Regions from separate parts of the Mus musculus genome. Here all the other regions are linked to region 3. A link is a contact called in public promoter capture Hi-C data. All regions are on one chromosome and are shown on one strand. Each heading gives the region's core, a stretch centred on a gene start, on an enhancer-like site or on the middle of the called end of the contact. The rest is flanking DNA. Distances are from core to core; before and after follow the strand shown.

What was found. Promoter capture Hi-C pulls out the DNA fragments that hold promoters and counts their contacts.
Region 1: a contact with region 3 is called in a promoter capture Hi-C map of hippocampal neurons, with 5 times the contacts expected there. The contact joins the promoter of Slc16a4 here to the promoter of Pifo in region 3. A contact is called at or near these places in 3 of 39 promoter capture datasets (embryonic stem cells, hippocampal neurons and stem cell-derived epiblast-like cells) and 1 of 9 other capture datasets (liver).
Region 2: a promoter capture Hi-C map of hippocampal neurons shows a contact between it and region 3, with 4 times the contacts expected there. The contact joins the promoter of Kcnc4 here to the promoter of Pifo in region 3. A contact is called at or near these places in 4 of 39 promoter capture datasets (the 3T3-L1 cell line, hippocampal neurons, liver and 1 more).

What each region holds. Positions count from the first base shown.
Region 1 is chr3:107,289,889-107,292,853 of GRCm38.p6, reverse strand. Slc16a4 (solute carrier family 16 (monocarboxylic acid transporters), member 4) reads right to left here and starts at 1,624. Exons shown (of 9, transcript NM_146136.2): 1 at 1,439-1,624; 2 at 329-446. The coding sequence starts at 415.
Region 2 is chr3:107,457,042-107,460,353 of GRCm38.p6, reverse strand. Kcnc4 (potassium voltage gated channel, Shaw-related subfamily, member 4) reads left to right here and starts at 1,456. Exons shown (of 4, transcript NM_145922.3): 1 at 1,456-2,153. The coding sequence starts at 1,464.
Region 3 is chr3:105,999,963-106,002,992 of GRCm38.p6, reverse strand. It overlaps Pifo (primary cilia formation), which reads left to right and starts at 1,496. Exons shown (of 6, transcript NM_029604.3): 1 at 1,496-1,666; 2 at 1,750-1,895; 3 at 2,523-2,621. The coding sequence starts at 1,606.

The sequences.
Region 1 (2,965 bases), core at 375-2,874, 1.3 Mb before region 3:
CTCTTACTTAGTCGAAAATACGATGTCCCCAAATCCCAGTTGCCATTCTGCCAAAGTAGAACTGCCAGCCATGCCTGGAGCATTCTCTGATTGAGAGATGATGAAGAGGCAGCGGAGAGGCCTGGATGGGAAGGCTTCTCCTTTCTCTCAGGGGAACAAACAGCTCAGCTTCTGGGTTCAGCCAAGGTGGCCTCTGATCTTAGCAGTTTGGGCAAGTTCCTGGCTTCCTGTCTACTCAAATCTCAAGATTCCTTCATCGATCTTGTTAGACTGCTTTGAGCTTTTCTTCGTACAGTTCAGCACTTGGAAAGGGGAAAGAAACACTTACCAGGAAAAAATGAAGCACGACCATCCACCCCCATCCTCCATCAAGGGGTTTGGTGTAAGGGGAGGGCGTTTTTTCCTTCTTCACCATGATGCTTCCTGTAGGCTACATGCGGAGATCACTGGAACAGATGCAAAACAGTTGATTCAGTAGTCAAGAAAGTAATCTAACTGTAAGTGGGATATTTTGTTTGTCTTTTTGGTTGGTTTTAAGACCTGCTTTGTGGCTCCACCTGGCCTAGAACTTGTGGCTGTCCTTCCTTTACTTCCTGAAGGCTGCGATTATAGGTGTGCATGTTAAACTATTAAATTTTATTTTGTTCCATGGTATGAAACTTTTCACTTTTCCGTTCCCCCTTAGTTACGTGAAGTCTGCCTGATGTTAATAACCTCGAGTCCCTGATGGGAATGGCCACTCTACTTGTGCTCAGGATCTCCATCAGCTGTAAGCCAGTTTTAGAGGAAGCCATGTGTTACCCATCCATTCCTGTGAACCAGCCCTTGAATCTAAAGAAAAGTTAAATGGGAGGGGGCTCTTGGGTTTAGACAGCCCCTTTTTATGGAGCTTAGGTATTTTAAAGAACTAGATAGCCCAACAAAGTAACTTATCTCTTTAGAGGATACTAGATCAGAAAAACAAATTGGGAAGCCCACTTAGGAAATATGAGTGATTTGAAATAGAGGGTACTAAATAGGTTAAATATTTTGGTTGTGGTGGTGAACTTATGATTCTGCAGGAGACTAGTCTCCACCTTAGGAGAGAGATGCTAAGCATTCAAGATTAGAATGTCATAGTGTGCTAACTTCAGACAGAGTTGAGTAAATAAATACCCACATATTGAGAAAGAACGTGTTCTGAGGAATGGATGTTATCCTCATCTGTCCTTGTGAAAGCAGCCAGGTGTGTATGCGACGCATGTGTGTGTGTTTAGTGTCTAAAAAAGTAAGGTCTGTTAGATTAGACAGAAAGATGCCAGTTGTGAGATGTGTGTGTGTGTGTGTGTGTGTAGGGGGAGAGATTTCTATTAGATAATTCTAGACAGAGAGATTCTAGTCATTCCAGGTCCCTGAGAAGACCAACCCATCACCCAATTTCAATTCCACTTCACCTTACCTTTAAGCAAATGAATCCTCTAGAGACAAGAAAATTTCAGGTGAAAAATTATTTTCCCTAAAACGTTACTCTCTTTCTAAGGCTTCCCATTCCGCTGCTTGGTGGAAACAACCAGGCACTGTAGTCAAGCGGGGGCAGCGCTGAGGTTTAGCAGCTCCTGCCTGTGGACTTTACTTCCTGAGGGAGGAGGAGGAAAGGCTGTAACTTGAGAACAACTCAGGCCAGCCTTCCAGCCAGCCCACAAGGTACACTTTTTTCACCTCCGGCCAAAAGCCATTGGGTAAACCAAGGAGAAAATCTTCTCAAGTCTGGGATGGGGGATGGGACTCCAGATTTTTGAAAGTTGTCCAAAGTTCCTCAGGGAGGCTGAGACTAGTTTATAAAAGAAGCATAAAAGTCTTCCAGAGACGGGGGAGCTCTTTCTGGACCACAAATGGCAGTGCTGGAGCTGAAGATAGTGCTCCATGCTAGATAGTGCTCCATGATAGAGTGCCTGCTTAACGTGGGTACCTGGGTTTAGTCCATCTTAGCAAACCCACTGCAGTCCTTAGTAAATCCAGGCTGCTCTGTGCCCCTTTGTGCCCTCTGACTCAGTAGTATGATTAATTTGGGGTTTCAGGCCCCATTTTAATCGCTTTTTTGAACCCGATTACTTTAACTTTCCATGAAGATATATACTTACAGTAATTTTAATGAAACTTTTTCTTACTGAATTTTGGGAATAATTAAGGCTGAGTCCTAGAAAATTACCCGAATAATTCAACATTCCAGTCCAATTTCCTTCCTTAGCTCCACCTTCCACATTAAAAAAAAAAAAAGTCAACAAAATAGTGCCTTTGATCTCCTACACCAACATTCCAGGTTTTAATCCAGAGTGTATTTTAAGCCCAAGTATGGTTTCTTTGTTTGATCTGGAAATCTGCACCTTTGTTCTGTTTTTTAAACATGGGCTTCTCATCCTCTTAAAGCCCATCTCTAATTTTTCTTATTAAAATTCTTAAAGAAGGATGGCTTAGTTTGGGAGAACGCTCCGTGAACGCAACCATGGAAACATGATGCAGATATGGGTGTTGGTGGGAAAGATCAAAGAAACAGTCAGCAGAAGGCAAAACACAGAGGAAGAGATAATTATATACTCCAGAAATGTTTTTAGTGACCATCCATGGGACTGTTTTCAAGGTCTTTGGTGGCAGGATTGATACTCTTGAAACGTTGAGGGCTAGTGAGTAATGCTGGTTTGGATAGAAGCTCAACGTTGCATTTTAAGTCTTGAAATCCTGAACAAGCTAACCTCTTTGAATTTGTTTCGAAAGCTATAAAATGTTATTAATACTATTTTACAAGATTGTTTAGGATCAAGAATATTTCTTACTGCAGTGTATGGTAGCTCGCACTTACAGTCTCAGCATACAATGCAGAAGTAAGGAGGATTGCTGAGTTTGAGCAAATTGGGGTTAAAGTCAGACCCTGCCAGGCCGGGGGTAGTGGCACACGCCTTTAATCCTAGCACTCAGGAGGCAGAGGCAG
Region 2 (3,312 bases), core at 207-2,706, 1.5 Mb before region 3:
AGGCGGGGAGTGGGGCCGAGAGGGGATGGAAGCGGAGGCGCGCAGGGGCGGCGCGCGACGCTGGGCACTGGCTGCTAGCGGGTTACGCGCCTCCGCTGGGCTGGGATGCGCGGATGAAGGCTGAGCTCTGCTGCCCGAGCTCCGCAACGCCCCAGGTCGGCCTTGCGCCTCGCAGCGCCGCGCCCACCCCGCCCCGCGGAGGGTGCGCCCTGGTCAGGCGAGGCCGAGAGGAAAAGGCGCCACTTGGAGCGTCGCATCCTCTGTCATCGCGGGAGGGAGTCGCAGAGCCCTTTGAGCCCCATTCCTCTGGCGCCCAGGCGCTCCCTTCCCTAGACCACCTCGCGCCCGCCCCTAGCAGGGAGCCAAGGCCGGCGCCCCGCCCGGAGATGGGCAGACGCGCAGATGGCGCGGCTCCCGGCGGCGCCAGATCTCAGGAACCCGGCGCCGGGGCGCTGCGCTGAGGCTCCCTCTTGGCGCGGCCCAGGAAGCCTGCAGGTGTCCTTGGCCATTCGGCCACCGCCCGGGACACTCCGCCAGCACCCGGTGCCTGGCTCTTCAGAGCAGCCCCGCCCTCCAGGCTCTGCGCCGCGCAGGACGCCCCGTCTGAACCCCCCCTCGTCCCGGCGCGGCCCCCGCAGCGCTGCATCCAGCCCGGCGCAGCTCCCGGCCACGGACGCAGGACCCAGGCTCGCTGCTGCGGGCGCGCTTGTTTTCCTGCCGCCTGGTCCTGAGCAACCCCCACCCGCTGGTCCGTCTCGCTCGACTCAACCCCGCCCGCCATCGGTGCTCCGCGCTGGATTTATGAATGGGGGGAACGGGCCACATGCCCGCCACCGCCGCCTCGAGTTGACCGCACACTGCCCGGCCCCGCAGAGCTCTGGCTACCGTAGGAGCATCCGCCCGGCCCCGGTAGCCGCTCCGAGGACTTGTTGCTGTTACGCTGCTGCCTCCGCCGCTGCCGCCGCCCGGAGAAACCCTGCCGCCTTCGGGCTCGCCGCGTTCTAGGAGCCAAAGGGTGGCCCGTGTGAGTGTGAGCGCGCGCGCCGCGGACCCTCGCAGTGCTCTGGGACTGTGCGCTTCTCTGCCTTTCTGGGGTCGGGGGGGCGTGTCCCCGGCCCAGAGCATCCTTGTGCTTGCCCCTACCTCCTGGGACCCCGGACCCTTTGGTTTGAGTCCTCGACCCAGGTCTTCACCTCCTGCCTCCACTAGGTTCTGCCTGCCTAAATCCCAACCACCTGTGCACCACAGAAAGCCAACTCTTCCTGCTCCGCGCCCCGGGGGGGTTGGGGGGGAGGCAGGGGCAGAGCCACTCCGCAGAAGGGGCCGCTACCACCTCCTGCCTCCTCCTCCTCCTCCACCTCCTCCTTGTCGTCTCCTCCCCCTCCCCGTTCTGACGCTGCCTCCTTGGGAAGGGTGTTTGGAGGGCAGCGGCCGCCCCAAGCCGGAGCCCCGCAGCGCTTCTTATGATCAGCTCGGTGTGTGTCTCCTCCTACCGCGGGCGCAAGTCGGGGAACAAGCCTCCGTCCAAAACATGTCTGAAGGAGGAGATGGCCAAGGGCGAGGCGTCGGAGAAGATCATCATCAACGTGGGCGGCACGCGACATGAGACCTACCGCAGCACCCTGCGCACCCTACCGGGCACCCGCCTTGCCTGGTTGGCGGATCCCGACGGCGGGGGTCGGCCAGAGTCGGATGGCGGCGGTGCAGGCAGCAGCGGCAGCAGCGGCGGCGGCGGCGGCGGCGGGGGCTGTGAGTTCTTCTTTGATCGGCACCCGGGTGTTTTTGCCTATGTGCTCAACTACTACCGTACGGGCAAGCTGCATTGCCCCGCAGACGTCTGTGGGCCTCTCTTTGAGGAAGAGCTCACCTTCTGGGGTATCGATGAAACAGATGTGGAACCCTGCTGCTGGATGACCTACCGGCAGCACCGCGATGCTGAGGAGGCACTGGACATCTTCGAGAGCCCGGACGGGGGCGGGGGTGGCGCAGGGCCAGGCGACGAGGCTGGCGACGATGAGCGGGAGTTGGCCTTGCAGCGCCTGGGCCCCCATGAAGGAGGCTCTGGCCCTGGTGCTGGGTCCGGAGGGTGCCGTGGCTGGCAGCCCCGAATGTGGGCGCTCTTCGAGGATCCCTACTCATCCCGGGCGGCCAGGGTGAGTGGCAGAAGCCAGGATCTCCCCATCTCCGTGCCCAAGGGTTTCTTGGTGTTAGTGTTGGTAGGTCAGATGGGGAGGGGGTTGGAAGGAGACTGACGTACCTGGCAGACGATAACTACCTGCCTCCTAACACCCACCCTCCTTGGTCTCCTGCATGCTCCATCAGGAAATTGCACACACTTAACTTACTACTTGGACCTGATCCGAGCTGTCTGCTCTGGCACATGCCCCTCAGTGAGTGGCAAGCCTTCAACTTGAGCATTTCTCACTCCTTTTTGATCAGCACAATTGCCCTCCACAGGACCACAAAGTCCTGGAGAGCTTAAACTTGGCCTTTTTCAGGGGTGAGGCCGGATCAAGAGAAGGAACCGTGGATTATGTAGGACACTTAACCTGTTTCTATCCTGCCAGCAGCTCTGTATGCAGGCGCCTATGGATTTCAGAAAAGGGGGGGGGGGCATAGTTTCTAGAATACCTGTCTCATAAAGGACAGAGATTCCCCAGAACACAGGCCCCCTCTCCTGAGAGAGGGCATTTTCTCCTAGGAGCAGGCCATGTCCCAAGGCTTTCTGTACCTCAGTCACAGCCTGGCTGCTGCTGACAGGAGAGAGAAGTAGACAGGAAAAGCCTCCCACTTTAGGATCCCAGGACAGTGGCCGGCCACAAGCTTCCTGGTGATGATACCAGATTTGTCACTGCTCTTTTGTTTCTGCTGCAGCACAAAGTGGCTTCCCAGAAAGCCCTGGTTCAGGTTACACTGGAGATGAACGTGTGCAGAGCAGGGGAAACAGGTTGATTTAGACAAGACCTAGTGTGTGTCCTGAAGGTAGGAGGGGGCCCTAGAAAGGTATGTATCTATTCACTCACTTCATTCTCCCCTGGCAGCTAAAACCCCGAAGAAGGCTTTAGACTTTAAAAATAGAAAAGCCTGGAGGTTGGTATCTAATCTCATAGCCTTCACCTAAAACCTGTCTGGGAGACAAGGAAAAAAAGAAAAAGAGAAAAGCAGTGTGTTTGCTGTGTCTGGGGTATGCTCAGTGTGTTTGCTGTGTCTGGGGTATGCTTCTGGAAGCCGAGGCTGGATTGATTGATTCCTTTGGCACCCCAAGTTGTCATGCTAATGAGTCTCAAAGCCTTTCTCACTACCTCTCTTTAA
Region 3 (3,030 bases), core at 247-2,746:
GGGAGGGGATAGGGGGGTTTTGGAGGAGAAACCAGGAAAGGGGGTAACATTTGAAATGCAAATAAAGAAAATATCTAATAAAAAAAATCTTAGCGGATGCTCACAGTCATGCTCAAGGAGCACAGGGTCCCCAATGAAGGAGCTAGATCAAGGACCCAAGGAGCTGAAGGGGTTTGCAGTCCCATAGGAGGAACAACAATATGAACCAACCAGTACCCCCAGAGCTCCCAGGGACTAAACCACCAACCAAAGAAAACACATGGTGGGACTCGTGGCTCTAGCTGCATATGTAGCAGAGAATGGACCAGTTGGCCATCAATAGGAGGAGAGGCCTTTGGTCCTGTGAAGGTTCTATACCCCAGTATAGGGGAATGCCAGGGCCAGGAATGGGAGTGAGTAGATTGGGGAGCAGGGGAGGAGGGAAGGGATAGGGGATTTTCAGAGGGAAAACTAGTAAAGGGTTAGATGTAAATAAAGAAAATATCTAATAAAAAAATCTAAAAAATAATCTAAGGAAGGAAGGAGAGAGGGGGGGGGAGGGAGGAAGGGAGGGAGGGAGGGAGGGAGGGAGGGAGGGAGGGAGGGAGGAAGGAAGACACACAGCAGCATGGGCCAGACAGTGTGTCTTGTTACCTCCTATACCTGGACAAGTCGTAAAGCTACCCTAAAACACAGGGGAGAAAAGTTCTTGTTTCTGCACAGGACAAAGTTTAATAACAAACATTCTGATGTTCTTTCTCTCAGTAGTATGAAAAAGCTCAAAGGTTAGTTGGCTGTTATCTATGTGATGAAAACCTTTTACGTTGACAACTGCTAGGAAGTACACACTGTGTGGTTTTGCTTCCACAGCCTTAAAACACTCAGCAAACCTGTCAGTAGAATTATGAGGATACTGAGACTTACAAAAATGTTAAATTATTAAGCTCTTCAACAATGCAAATGCACTCTTAGTGTTCCACTGAGAGCCATTAGCTTTTGAAAGCCTCCTACCCACACGTTCCTGCGCTCTCCTACCCCTGCACCCCTACACACACACACACACACACACACACACACACACACACACACACACACACGATCTCAGACTTGAGGAAAAAGAAAAACGGATCTAAAATGGACCTGATGGGGTCCTTGCTGTCAGCGCAATCTCAACACCCACCTGCCCCACAGTCCTCTGCTCCAGGCATCGTTCAGAGGCACAATCTTCCTCACTTGTCAGCACAGAGTTTTCTCCTTTTCTGGTCCCCGGAGTCCAGACCTAGGGTGATCTGAGCCCCATAGACCTACCTTTACAGCAGTGTATTCTTCGTGGACTTTTCCAAAGAAGTTTTCCACACACTCACCCATGTAGCCCTTCCACCTGGTGCCTAGCTGGTGCCACCCTCTAGAGTTAAGAGCCTCAAAGCTTAGATGTAACTTGACCTGTGTCCTGAGCAACCTGCTGCGCAGGCGCGCTCAGAGCTCTCCGCGGTTCCGTTCCCTTGGCAACGTAGTACACAGAGCTAATCCTAGCACCCTGCAGGATGTGCTTCAGCAGAATAGGTAAGGAGAGTAGCAGAGATTTACAGAGCAGACAGCAGAAGAAGGGTAAGAAGAGCAGGAGAGATGAACACGGAGGAAATACCGGTTGCTCCTCCGCTCCGTGGAGTTACACCTGCTTTACAATGTAAGAGTTGGCAGCACGGTCCCCTTGCCCCATGCTTCCCTCCACCCACGTGCTCACCTGGAGTTTCTTCTCTTGATCTTTAGGGAAGGTGAATAATTACTCCTTTGGAACACGTCAAGCGAGGAAACTCTTTCCTCACTACCATCCCCCAACCTGGCTGGGGAACCTGTATCTCCCTCTTAGGGGAATGCCCCACACAGGCCCTGGGTGTTATGCAGCAGCAACAGATGTAAGTATTCACTTCCCCTTGGGTGGGACTCAGTTTCCTGTCTACAGCAGGATGCATAGGTGTTCTGGGAGAAAAACTGCTCTATGTGTAACTTTAATTTCTGGGTCCCAATATGAGACAAGCTGTAGAGCCTATGTGTAAACTACGATAGTTCGCCACTTTCCATCCCCCACTAAACGCAAGCTTGTCTTCATATAATCCCTTCCCTGTCTTCACTTCCAGCGCCCTCTTGAGCTGTCAGTCAGTACAATCTTCAGGCTGACTCTTCCATAAAAGTAAATTCAGTTGTTGACAGCTCTAAAGACTGAAGCCATTGGGATACACAGAAATTCATGTGTTTGTCTGTCCAGCCACACCTCTTTGCAAAGTCACTTGTGTCATTTGTTGAACTCTATGCTTTTGACTATAAAAGAACCAAGACAAGGTGGGGGAAGGCCATGTCTTGCAGAGAAGTTTACACATTCTGTATTCACTCCACTTTGAAGGCCGTTCTAGGATTGTGTTACTAATTCTGATGCTTTTCTTCTTTCTCCACCCCACCCCACCACCGCACCACCACCACCCCAACCCCACGCCCACCCCACCCCCCACCCCACCCCGCCTTCGTTCTCTTCCTTCCACTGGAAGTGGAATGGTTTGGCATATAATCTATCGAAAGTCCCAACCAGTACGAAAGGCTATGCTATTGGAGCCAGGACAGCTGTGAGGTTTAAGCCAATCAGCAAGGTAATGTTCTGGGATTGTTCTGGGTGGATCATGTGGCAACATAAATTTATGTTGAGACATTAACACAGGTAGATGATTGGGAAGCAGGGAGAAAAGCCCTTCACTAAAGAAATGGATCCAAAGCAAGGTTTTAATAACCAAAAGTTGAAATTGAGAACCTACATACATCACGTTATCTTGTCAGTTAAAGGATAAATTCCAACTTTTTTACTTTGTGGTATATGTGTCTGGCTAGATTTCAAGTCTAATTATGTGGGGGGAAATCTTATCTTTCTTTTTCTGATGTAGTTCTGAGCCTAGACTGCACCAGGCAAATGTGCTTTCACTGAGCTCTAACCGGGCTGCATAAGTTCCTACTCTCTTATTAGTGGTTTTCCACATAGACAGTCAAGGACTGGAGATACTAACT